2 separate regions of the Mus musculus genome follow, and region 1 is linked to region 2. A link is a contact called in public promoter capture Hi-C data. All regions are on one chromosome and are shown on one strand. Each heading gives the region's core, a stretch centred on a gene start, on an enhancer-like site or on the middle of the called end of the contact. The rest is flanking DNA. Distances are from core to core; before and after follow the strand shown. Region 1 overlaps Kantr (Kdm5c adjacent non-coding transcript). Region 2 holds the start of Kdm5c (lysine (K)-specific demethylase 5C).

What was found. Promoter capture Hi-C pulls out the DNA fragments that hold promoters and counts their contacts.
Region 1: a contact with region 2 is called in a promoter capture Hi-C map of erythroid cells, with 1.7 times the contacts expected there. The contact joins the enhancer-like site here to the promoter of Kdm5c in region 2. A contact is called at or near these places in 14 of 39 promoter capture datasets (the 3T3-L1 cell line, the HPC-7 cell line, HPC-7-derived erythroid cells and 10 more), 2 of 15 datasets of contacts at CTCF or cohesin (CD8 T cells and pro-B cells), 28 of 484 Hi-C or Micro-C datasets (the AML12 cell line, CD4 T cells, the G1E-ER4 cell line and 14 more), 10 of 115 datasets of contacts at active chromatin or transcription factors (the SCID.adh cell line, bone marrow-derived macrophages, embryonic stem cells and 2 more) and 3 of 9 other capture datasets (adipose tissue, liver and pancreatic islet).

The regions. Positions count from the first base shown.
Region 1 is chrX:152,305,731-152,311,253 of GRCm38.p6, forward strand. All of the region lies in intron 2 of Kantr (Kdm5c adjacent non-coding transcript), which reads right to left. Among named protein-coding and RNA genes, the nearest start is that of Kantr, 19 kb to the right of the region's middle. Within about 2 kb of position 1,806, at least 17 of the 459 cell types and tissues checked have an H3K27ac peak or open chromatin away from gene starts, as enhancers often do. A contact at or near this core is called in the G1E-ER4 cell line, erythroblasts, erythroid cells and 1 more, where this site is marked.
Region 2 is chrX:152,231,753-152,237,166 of GRCm38.p6, forward strand. Kdm5c (lysine (K)-specific demethylase 5C) reads left to right here and starts at 1,475. Exons shown (of 26, transcript NM_013668.4): 1 at 1,475-1,958. The coding sequence starts at 1,809.

The DNA.
Region 1 (5,523 bases), core at 556-3,055, 74 kb after region 2:
CAGACTTCCATGGGGCTGGTGAGATGGCTCAGCGGGTAAGAGCACCCGACTGCTCTTCTAAAGGTCCTGAGTTCAAATCCGAGCAACCACATGGTGGCTCACAACCATCCGTAAGGAGATCTGACTCCCTCTTCTGGAGTGTCTGAAGACAGCTACAGTGTACTTACATATAATAAATAAATACATCTTAAAAAAACAAACCAAACCAGATTTCCAAGGGCCAGCAAGTTCAGTAAGTTTACAAGACCTCTTCCCAAGTTTATAAAAGCAGTAAGAAATTAATGGGGAGTAGAAAGTCCTGATAGGAGCTTCATACAGGGCAGGCAAAGAACTCTAGGGAGGTACCTTTTGTGAGCTATCATCCATGCTGGGGTGGGCATTTCAGCAATGCCGCTGACTTTCAATCATCCATGCTTCTAAAGTAGCTCCAACAAACTCATTAGTTCATACGATGGTTAATACTGACTGTCAACTTGACAGGATCTAGAATACTGGAGATCAAACCTTTGGGGATGTCTGTGAGGGATTATCTAGATTAGGATAATGGCTGGAAAGACCCACCCAAACTGGATGGTGCCATTTCTATACACTGGGCTCCTAGACTGAATCAAAAGGAGACAGTAAGCTCAGTGTATTTATCCATAACTGCTCCTGATTGTGAACACAATGTGGAAAACTGCCTCAAGCTTTTGCCACGACCTTCCCATCACAAAGGACTGTAACCTCCGACTGTGAGTCAAAAGAAACCTTTTTGACTATCAAAGAAGAGGGGATAGAATGATTGTAAGAACCAGTGTTCAGGGAGCACTAGGCTAAACAATGTCTTCTGGATACCACAGGAGTGCTGTACTATAAACTCACAAGATCAAGCCAGTCAATATCCCAGTATGGAAGGAGAAAGGCTCAAGAGTCTCCACACCTAATAGAGGAGCTACTGACAGTTGATGGCTTCTGGAAGAAAGAGAATTAGTTTTCTGGTGTGGCCTCTGGTAGGTTGACCATATATATCCTGGTGGATGGCCATGAGTATATGAGAAACATAAATTAGAATCAGGGAGATATTAAAGAGGACATGAAGTTGGATGTGGATGGCAATGGTGAAAGTTAGGAAGAGTGGAGTGTGAAATGATTGAAATACATTGTAAGTAGGACATGTGGGGTTGTGCATACCTCTTTCCTTCCTCTGTCTCATGTATGTGGGTATACCCTGCAGACACCCCAGAACAGGACATTGGGTCCCATTACAGATGGTTGTGAGCCACCATGTGGCTGCTGGGAATTGAACTCAGGACTTCTGGAAGAGCTAGTCAGTGCTCTTCTTAACCACTGAGCCATCTGTCTAGCCCCAGTAAACCTTTTAATCCCAGCATACACAAGGCAGCGGCAGGTAGGTCTGTATGAGTTCTGGGCCAACCAAGCCTCCATAATGACATCTTCTTTAAAACAAACAAACAAACAAACAAACAAAAACACATAGCATCAACCTCCCCAAAGCCCCTATATATATGTGTGAAATACCAAACAAATTAATAAAAATGCTATATTTCACACAAAAAAAGTTTCTATAGGTTGCTTTTGTTGAAGCAATGTCACAAATAACACAGAAGTGGGACCAGTTCTCATTCTGTGCTAGTAGAACTTGACAGAGTAGTTCACATGCTGCTGGCTTTGAAGGCATGAAAGAGGATTGAAGGAGGTCACAAACTCTTGCTCTGTGGCCTGAGGCCAGACAATGTATGACAAGGCTGGAGTCTCTGAAAGGAGTAGGAAGCCACTGTGTGAAGCTGTGAAGATAAAGCCATGGGAGGTCTGCAGGCAGTGATGAGCCACTCTAAGAGGTTATATGAACTGCTGGAAGCAGAGATGGAAGGGTGGGGATACTCAAGCCCTTTGGGCCCAGATAATTTTATCATGACTTCCAGCTGCTTAGCATGAAACTGCAGGAGTTTGTGTTTCTATACTCTTTTTTTTTTTTTTTTTTTTTTTGGTTTTTCAAGACAGGGTTTCTCTGTGTAGCCCTGGCTGTCCTGGAACTCACTTTGTAGACCAGGCTGGCCTTGAACTCAGAAATCTGCTTGCCTCTGCCTCCCGAGTGCTGAGATTAAAGGCATGCGCCACCACGCCCGGCTTGGAGTTTGTGTTTCTATACTTTTTTTTTTTTTTTACTTTGGTCCAATTATTCCTTGCTATGCCCCATGCTTTTCTTTTGGAACAAGAACATTTATTCTGTGCCATTATGTACAAGAAATACGTAACTTGGCTTTTACTTTATAGGAACTCACATCACATCTAAGAGATTGCCTTGAACCTGACATGAGATATGAACACTGAACTTTTTTGAGACAGTGCCTCTCTGTACAGTCCTGGCTATACTGGAACGAACTCTATAGATCAGGCAGTCCTGGAACTCAGAGATCTAGCAGCCTCTGCTGCCACCACCTGGCTTGACTTTGAAACTGTTGAAACTGTTAAAGACTGTAAGGACTTTAAATACATAACATTGCATTGTGAGATATTCACAACACTTTAGGGACAAGGGGTAGAAAATTATAGTTTGAAAGTGATGTGTTTGGGTGCCAAGTTGACAAGGGATGGAGTTGTGATGATTAATATGAGATTAATCCTGTCAACCTGACAGGATTTTGAGTCACTGAACAAACAAATCTGGGCAGATCTGCTCAGGATTATCTAGAATTTAGATTCCAGATTAAGAGAAGAAAAGACTCACCTTAGATGTGGGTGGAACCATGGTACTGGGTTAGGTCCTGGACTAAATAAATCTAAGCTCTTCCTGGTAGGACTTCCTCTCCATGATTATGCTAGTTAGTTTTCTGTCAAATTGATCTAAGCTAGAGAGATCTGAGAAGAGGGAATCTCAATTGAGAAAATGCCTTCTTGTTTTGGATACCCAAACTGAACTGACTCCAGTCAAGCCCAGTTCTGGGCATCTAATTACACTCCTAGACTCTAGGTCAGTACCCGATGACATCCTCAAGGCCCATCCCGGCACCAGATTCCTCAAGGCTTTAGGCTTCAGGCTCCTGATGGGTTTAGAACCAAGCCCACACCAGGAGGACTTAAATGGCCACAGGCTCCAGAATGGCCAAAGTACCAAACCTGTCTAAGTACTACATCAGACCTCACATGCTTACATTTACTTCATAGCCAAACATGCCCCAGTGACCCTGGGCCCCAAACTTCAGGTCCACTCTAGCACTAGGCCAGCCTTTGTACTCTCTGACTTGTCTCAGCCCACGGTCAGCCCTCTCTGCTGTAGTTACCAAGCTGATACTAAAGACACATGCTCTAGGCTTACCTAGTGATAGGCTGGCCCCTATATCTCTTACATTCCATAAGATCCAGTCTAGGCTATTCTAGCAGAATGAGGGTCCAGGTATATCCCAGCCAATATCACCTCGCTTGTGGCGTGTCCATCTATCCAGAAGAGCTTATTCTGTGTGTGTGTGTGTGGGGGGGGTCAGAAAGGTAGGGCTGGGTATACCCCCTTAGCATCTCCCTTGAAGCAGGCCAAAGTCTATACCCTTTAGACTTGCAGAAGTGGTGCAGGGCTTGGCTATGGCTCCAAACAGCCAGGTATCCCTACTGATTCTATCCCCAGCTAATTCTATTAAGTGTTTTGGCCAGTGTCAGAAGTAGTGATATTTACAATGTTGGTGAGCATAGGACAGAAACCATAGTACAAGAACAAATAAGTTTGTGAAAATTCACATCATGCACATCTTCAAAGGGGTTTTCTGTGGGGAGATCTTCAGTACAGACAGCCATCATTGACCATAAAATAGTCCTGAGCAAGGTGTAGTATTGCCTTTAATCCCAGCACAAAAAAGTTCGAGATCATCCGGCAGTGGTGGTGTATGCCTTAAATCCCAGCATTTGGGAGTGAGTTCTAGGACAGCCAGGGCTACACAGAGAAACTCTGTCTCAAAACAAACAAACAAACAAACAAACAAACAAACAAAAGTTTGAGATCCTTGATTAAGAGCACTGAGTTTTAGGCCAAGGAAAGCCAGAACTGTATAGAAACCCTATAAAAGAAATTAAAAAAGAAAGAAACCTTTTCTTTAGTCAATTATTCCACTAATTCTAGGAGATATTATAGAAGTTAAAAATGACTACATCCCTAATAAAAAAACTTAATTCTAAAAAAAATGACTACATCTACATTTTTAGGTCAAAGATAATAATTATTTTCATATTTCTAAGGGGAAAAATTATGAATGGCCACCAATGAACAATTACCTCACTTAAATATTCACCGTTTCTAGTATTTCATTATTCATATGGCAGTTATGAATCTTCCTTGTACTTTAAAAGTCAAACATTCTACAGCTCTGAATTAAACAGTGTAATATAGCTATCCTAGTATGCTTAAACTATTAAACCCATCATGCTACAAGTACTAAGAGTATTCATTTAAGATTCACTATTCCAAAGATAGAGAACGTCAGACCAATTTCCCTCATGAATATCAATGCAAAAATACTCAATAAAATTCCCGCTAACCGAATCCAAGAACACATCAAAACAATCATCCATCCTGACCAAGTAGGTTTCATTCCAAGGATGCAGGGATGGTTTAATATACGGAAATCCATCAATGTAATCCACTATATAAACAAACTCAAAGACAAAAACCACATGATCATCTCCGTAGATGAGGAAAAAGCATTTGATAAAATTCAACACCCCTTCATGATAAAGTCTTGGAAAGATCAGGAATTCAAGGCCCATACCTAAACATGATAAAAGCAACCTACAGCAAACCAGTAGCCAACAACAAAGTAAATGGTGAGAAGCTGGAAGCAATCCCACTAAAATCAGGGACTAGACAAGGCTAGTCCCTACCTATTCAATATAGTACTTGAAGTTCTAGCCAGAGCAATTCAACAACAAAAGGAGATCAAGGAGATACAAATTAGAAAGGAAGAAGTCAAAATATCACTATTTGAGGATGATATGATAGTATATATAAGTGATCCTAAAAATTCCAACAGAGAACTCCTAAACCTGATAAACAGCTTCAGTAAAGTAGCTGGATATAAAATTAACTCAAACAAGTCAATGGCCTTTCTCTACACAAAGGATAAACAGGATGAGAAAGAAATTAGGGAAACAACACCCTTCTCAATAGTCACAAATAATATAAAATACCTTGACGTGACTCTAACTAAGGAAGTGAAAGATCTGTATGATAAGAACTTCAAGTCTCTGAAGAAAGAAATTAAAGAAGATCTCAGAAGATGGAAAGATCTCCCATGCTCATGGATTGGCAGGATTAATATAGTAAAAATGGCTATCTTGCCAAAAGCAATCTACAGATTCAATGCAATCCCCATCAAAATTCCAACTCAATTCTTCAACGAATTAGAAAGAGCAATCTGCAAATTCATCTGGAATAACAAAAAACCTAGGATAGCAAAAACTCTTCTCAAGGATAAAAGAACCTCTGGTGGAATCACCATGCCTGACCTAAAGCTGTACTACAGAGCAATTGTGATAAAA
Region 2 (5,414 bases), core at 225-2,724:
CAATGCATTTTATATCACTGGCTTAAAAGACTGCTCGGTTTCCTTTTGCCCTGTGGTATGTCTGGGCTAAGGACATTAGAGGAGACTGGAGGAAGAATGGGTGGTGCTGAGACCAAAAGCCTGGTGTTCTTTACTCTTTACAGAGATGTTCCTCAGGTAGAAAAGCAAAATGTCTTCAGGTGAGGAACAGCAAACTTACTAACCTTAATTTTAATGCCTTTTCTCCTGTCCAGTTCCATTACTTTACATTATTATTACTATTATTACTATTGAGTTTTTGAGATGGGGAGTAGCCCTATCCTGGCTATCCTGGAAGTAGTTCTGTAGACCAGGATGACATTGAACTCAGAGATTCATCTACCTCTGCCTCCTGAGTACTGGAATTAAAGATGTATGCCACCATGCCTGCCCTTTTTTTTTTTTTTTTTGGAGACAAGAACTCACTGTACAACCTGCCTCTGCCTCCCAAGTGCTGGGATTAATGGCATGTGCCACCTACTGCCCGGCCATTAGTAATAATAATATTACTACTAGTACTACTACTACTACTACTTTGTGAGGCAGGATCTTGCTATGTAGCTCAGGCTGGTCTCAAACTCAAAATCCCCCCCTTTTTAGCCTCTATGTACTGCATATACATGGAATAAACAAAAATGTAAACATCCAGGCCTTTTGGTTTTTTTGTAGCAGTAGTTGCTACAAAAATGGATACACACATATTATACAAAGTGTTTATATAGTTACAATGTATACCAAACAGTCGAAAGCATTCTTTAAAATGCTGATGGCCAATGATACTGGGGAGAATAATGCATTTTTACTCTACGTGGGACTGAAGCTTCTAAAACTCCACATTCTCTAGGGAGTGAGGAGTTTCCTTCTTTCATTTAAAAACAAAAACCTCAGAGGTGTAAGTCTGGTAAATCTTCAATTCACTCAGCAGTAGACACGCGGAATGGGAGGGGGAGGGGGAGGAAGGGGGCGGAGGTTCCTCGAAATCACCGCCTTCCGTGGTTCTCACTGAAAGGACCTGAGAGAAGCAGCAAAGGACATTGGGGAGGAGACAACCGGCTTGGGATCTAGGGTGTGTGCGTGCGCGTGCGCGAGCGTGTGCGAGCGCGCATGGGCGCGTACTAGTTTAGGCTCACTACTTATGGACACTAGCTCCTCTTCCGGTTTGTCTAGAGACTGCGCATGCGCATCACTGGCCTTTAAACGTGCATCGCCGGTCCATCCGGTAAAAGGATCCGGCCATCGATTTACAATTTTGTTCTTCCGCCAATGAAATGAACTATTTTCTCTTAGCCTGAGAAATGTTTTTAACTAACCACCTCCAAATAAGGGACATATACAACCCGATTTCTTTCGGTCATCACATGATGAAGGCTTCCTAGGTTTTTTTCTGACTCAAAGTAAACGGAACTCGGAGAGACACCTTGCGGAGGGATCTGGTTTGTTGTGGTGAGGTACAGAGGTGGGGGGGAGGAGACGCTGACAAACCAAGATGGCGGTGGCAGCGGTGAAACCTGCCGCGACTGGGACTTAACTGTAGTAGTGAAGGCTTCAGTAGTTGGGAGGCAGCGGTAAGGTGTGGAAGAAACGGAACAGGACTAAGAACCTGTAAAAGGAACCTCAGCCTGAGACTTTTAGAGCACGGCACCCGCCCCCCTAAGCCCTTGACGGGCGGTGGCCGTCCTGCTTAGGGCCTAGACTCCGAGAAGTACCTCGGTTTCAGACAGCGGCGGCGCCATGCGTCCTTAAGGGCGACCTGAGCCCTCCCGATCTCTGGCCCAGCCCTCGGGCCCACCATGGAGCTGGGGTCCGACGATTTCCTACCGCCGCCGGAGTGTCCGGTGTTCGAGCCTAGCTGGGCCGAGTTCCGAGACCCTCTTGGCTACATCGCGAAAATCAGACCCATCGCCGAGAAGTCCGGCATTTGCAAGATCCGCCCACCCGCGGTAAGGCTGGGAGCTGATGGTCGCCAGCGGCGAGTTTGTGGGTGGATCCGGGTAGCCAGTGGTGAAGTCCCGGGCGGAGGGCAGCAGGTGTGGGAAGAATATGGGATGGCTGGTATTTTGTGGATGCCTCACGAAGCGGAAAAAGGGTGCTGGGGTCAGGGCTCCTCGTTTTGTGGCATACAAGTGACCTGGGGTCTGAGACCCACTCCCACTCTGCTCTTGAGAATTTCCCTTGATTCAATACACAGATGCTTAATGGGCTGGGGAGAGTTCGCAGGGAGGCACAGAGACTCCCATCTTTTACTTTGTATCACCCTGGTCGAGGCAGTTACAAAGTAACGACTACTGTCATTATTCCCTTTAAGGCAAGCTGTGTGGTGTAGTGGAAAGATCACGTCTCAAAAGGGAGTCAGACGTGAGTTTAAAACTACTTAGAAGGTTAGCAGCTGTATGACCTTGGGCATGTAAAGTAATCCCTGAGCCTGTGAATTGTGTGCTGGGAATAATTAGATTAAACCAGGTAACATAGTGCACTCTGGTAAGTGGTAATTACTGTGACTGTGAAGGTGCTTGATGTGGTCATTGGTTTGCTTCTGTGTGTGTTGACTCATGTTTACTCACGCTGTCAGGCCAATTCATCTCTGATAATATCCTAGCCTGGTGGCCAGTCAGGAAATCATTCTCACAGGGAGTGCTCTTTCTGGCTCCTGCGTTTTCTAGTTGAAGGTAATGTCAGAACCTTCTTGCACATGGTCCCCACAGCCTTCCTATGGAGAAGTTTAGACCAGTTAGCTTGGTATGGCCTTCTCAGAAGATCTGGATTCTACCTCAGGCTCAGAATGTAGATGATCCTATAAGATAAGGTTTTCTTGGGTCCCCAGGAACAATAGTGGAGATATGGAAATCTTCCTTTGCTTCCCAAATGTTCAGCAAAAAGGACCATATTGTTGCTTCTAGTCCTGACTAGCCCAGGGGAAGTTTTCCAAAGGCTAGGACAGGCTGCTGCCTTGCTGACACACTGGAGGAAACAATGGTGAACAGTGTTTAGTAACCACTTGAGATTCCTGGGCTGGTTTGAATTTATCCGCAACAATGTATCTTCGAGGAGGTGCTTCTGGATGTGGAAGCCTTATTCCCACTTGACAAGAGCATCTTAGGTCTTCTTATCCAATTCAGTGCTTTTGTTGCCCTTTCATAGGCTGGTTTTAGATGGATCCTCCGGGCCCTAGAGTCTAGAGTCCTTGTTGGTCACAGGTGTCTGAAGATGGGTTTCTGTTGTGAGGGAGTCACAGCTATTAGTGACAAGCCAGGAAGGCTAGCAGAAGGGAAAGGTTGGACTCCTGGATGGCCTTATGGAAATATTCCTTGACGTGGTCAGGAGACGCCTAATATGGGGATAATTGAGGTCTCAATTTCCCTTTTTTCTCCCTTGGGCTTTTGGGCAGGTTGGCCTTATGTAGGTGCTCTTACCTTGTCTTGGGGAACCAGGATGGAAGAAATGACAAGGACATCGGTGTGTGTGTCCATCCTTTCGTCCATCTGTTCATCTGTCCATCTGTCCGTTTGTCCCCAGGGGACTGTTCTTTGGTAGGCTTCTTTTCTCCACTCCAGTAGCTTTGATTCTTTCCAGTCCTGACTTTTGTTTTTGTTGTTCATGATTTTGTGTACGTGCCCACAATTCTCTTAAACCACCTTTAGGCTCTAAAGCAGTTGGCTTTCTTCTGTTTGGAACTTGAATTACTCACCCAAGTGATTCTTAGGCCCAGGATGCAAACCTGTGTGTGAGTAGGTATTGGAGTTTTTCTTAGAGGGGTGGTTTTGGGTTTGTGTTTCATAGCATGTGGCTGCTTGCTACACTTGGCATAGATGGATGGAGGACAGGGTAGTTAATGGTGGCATCACACAACTTCTTGAATTCGCCATCCTGTTTGTCACCACATTCGAAATGCCATCATCTTGAGCATTTGTACTAATACAGGACTGAGATGAGAGGTTTGTTGGACCTTCCCCATCTACTGTTGCACCTATAGCTCCTGCCTTAGGACTTCAAATTGTTTAGAACTTGGCAGAGCAGAGAAAAGCAGTGCTTAGAGTTTGGGGTTTGAGCACCTTTCTGTCTGGGTTATCTGTGCTGAGGGGAGTGTTGTCTGATGGGAGATAAGAGGGTATGGAAAGCTTCACCTGGCTTAAGCCGTAGCATTTTAGCCTAAGGTTTGTTTTTTTTTTTTTTTTTTTTTTTTTTTTCACCCCTCCTGCTTTCGTCAGCCTCAAGTGCTTTCTGTCTATTACCATGGGTTGGGGAAGAATGTGTGCACTTGCAAATATGAGGCCTCTGGTTCCTTTTTTTAAGAGAAAGAGCCTGCATACAGAGATCAACAGCTCTTTCTCTCTTTTCCTATACCTTTTCTGTCCTTCCATATGTGTTCACTTGTGTGTGAATGCTGGTAGCTTAGTGTAGTAGAAAGAACCAGCGATCAGAGGACATGGGTTCTAGTGTTGGCTCTGCTGCTAACTAGCATAGGATTTCCTCTCCTAGCCTTACTTTCCACGTCTGTAAAATGAAGACGTTGATCTAGGTTATTTTAGGGTCTTTTTTTTTTAACCATTTTAAAATTTTTTTAAAGATTTATTTATTTTATGTATATGAGTAGTTGTACTGATGGTTGTGAGCCATCATGTGGTTGCTGGGAATGAAAGCTGCTCACTCCGGATGGGGCTCCGGACTACCCCACTCACTCCTGGCCTAAAGATTTATTATTATTATACATAAGTACACTGTAGCTGTCTTCAGACATACCAGAAGGGGGCGTCAGATCTCATTATGGATGGTTGTGAGCCATCATGTGCTTGCTGGGATTTGAACTCAGGACCTTTGGAAGAGCAGTCAGTGCTCTTACCCGCTGAGCCATCTCACCAACCCTTTTACCATTTCTTAAGCACCAGAGCTCCAGGGGAGAGAGAGGACTCTCTGGGGAAGCATTCATGAGGCTGCAGAAGGGGAGTCTTCATAGCTATCTTTTGGGTAGGACAGAAAAAACTCCAGCTTGGCAGGGTAAAGCTTTCCCTGCTTTCATTAATTTTTTCCTGGCTTCCCCTCTGTAAATTCTTGCATTCGTTGCCACCACTTTTGGGCTTCCCACTCACTCCCAGACTTCTTTCCCCGCCTCTTACAGCAGACAAGTATATGAGAGAGGACCCACAGGAAGCCTTTCCAACCTGGGGAGTGAGTAAGAGGTGCAGATTCATCTTCCTTGGTCTTCCCTGCAGTGTCTTCTGTGAGCCTTTAACTGAGAAAACAGGCATTGATGGCCTAAAGTATTAATCCCTGCCTGAACCAGAGCTGAGCTACTCTGCATGTGTATTCATTGGTGGGGTCAGATTTAGAGATTTAGATTTAGATTTTATTTAGATTTAGTGAGGAAGCCAAGGCAAGAATTCATATGCCCACCTTACAGA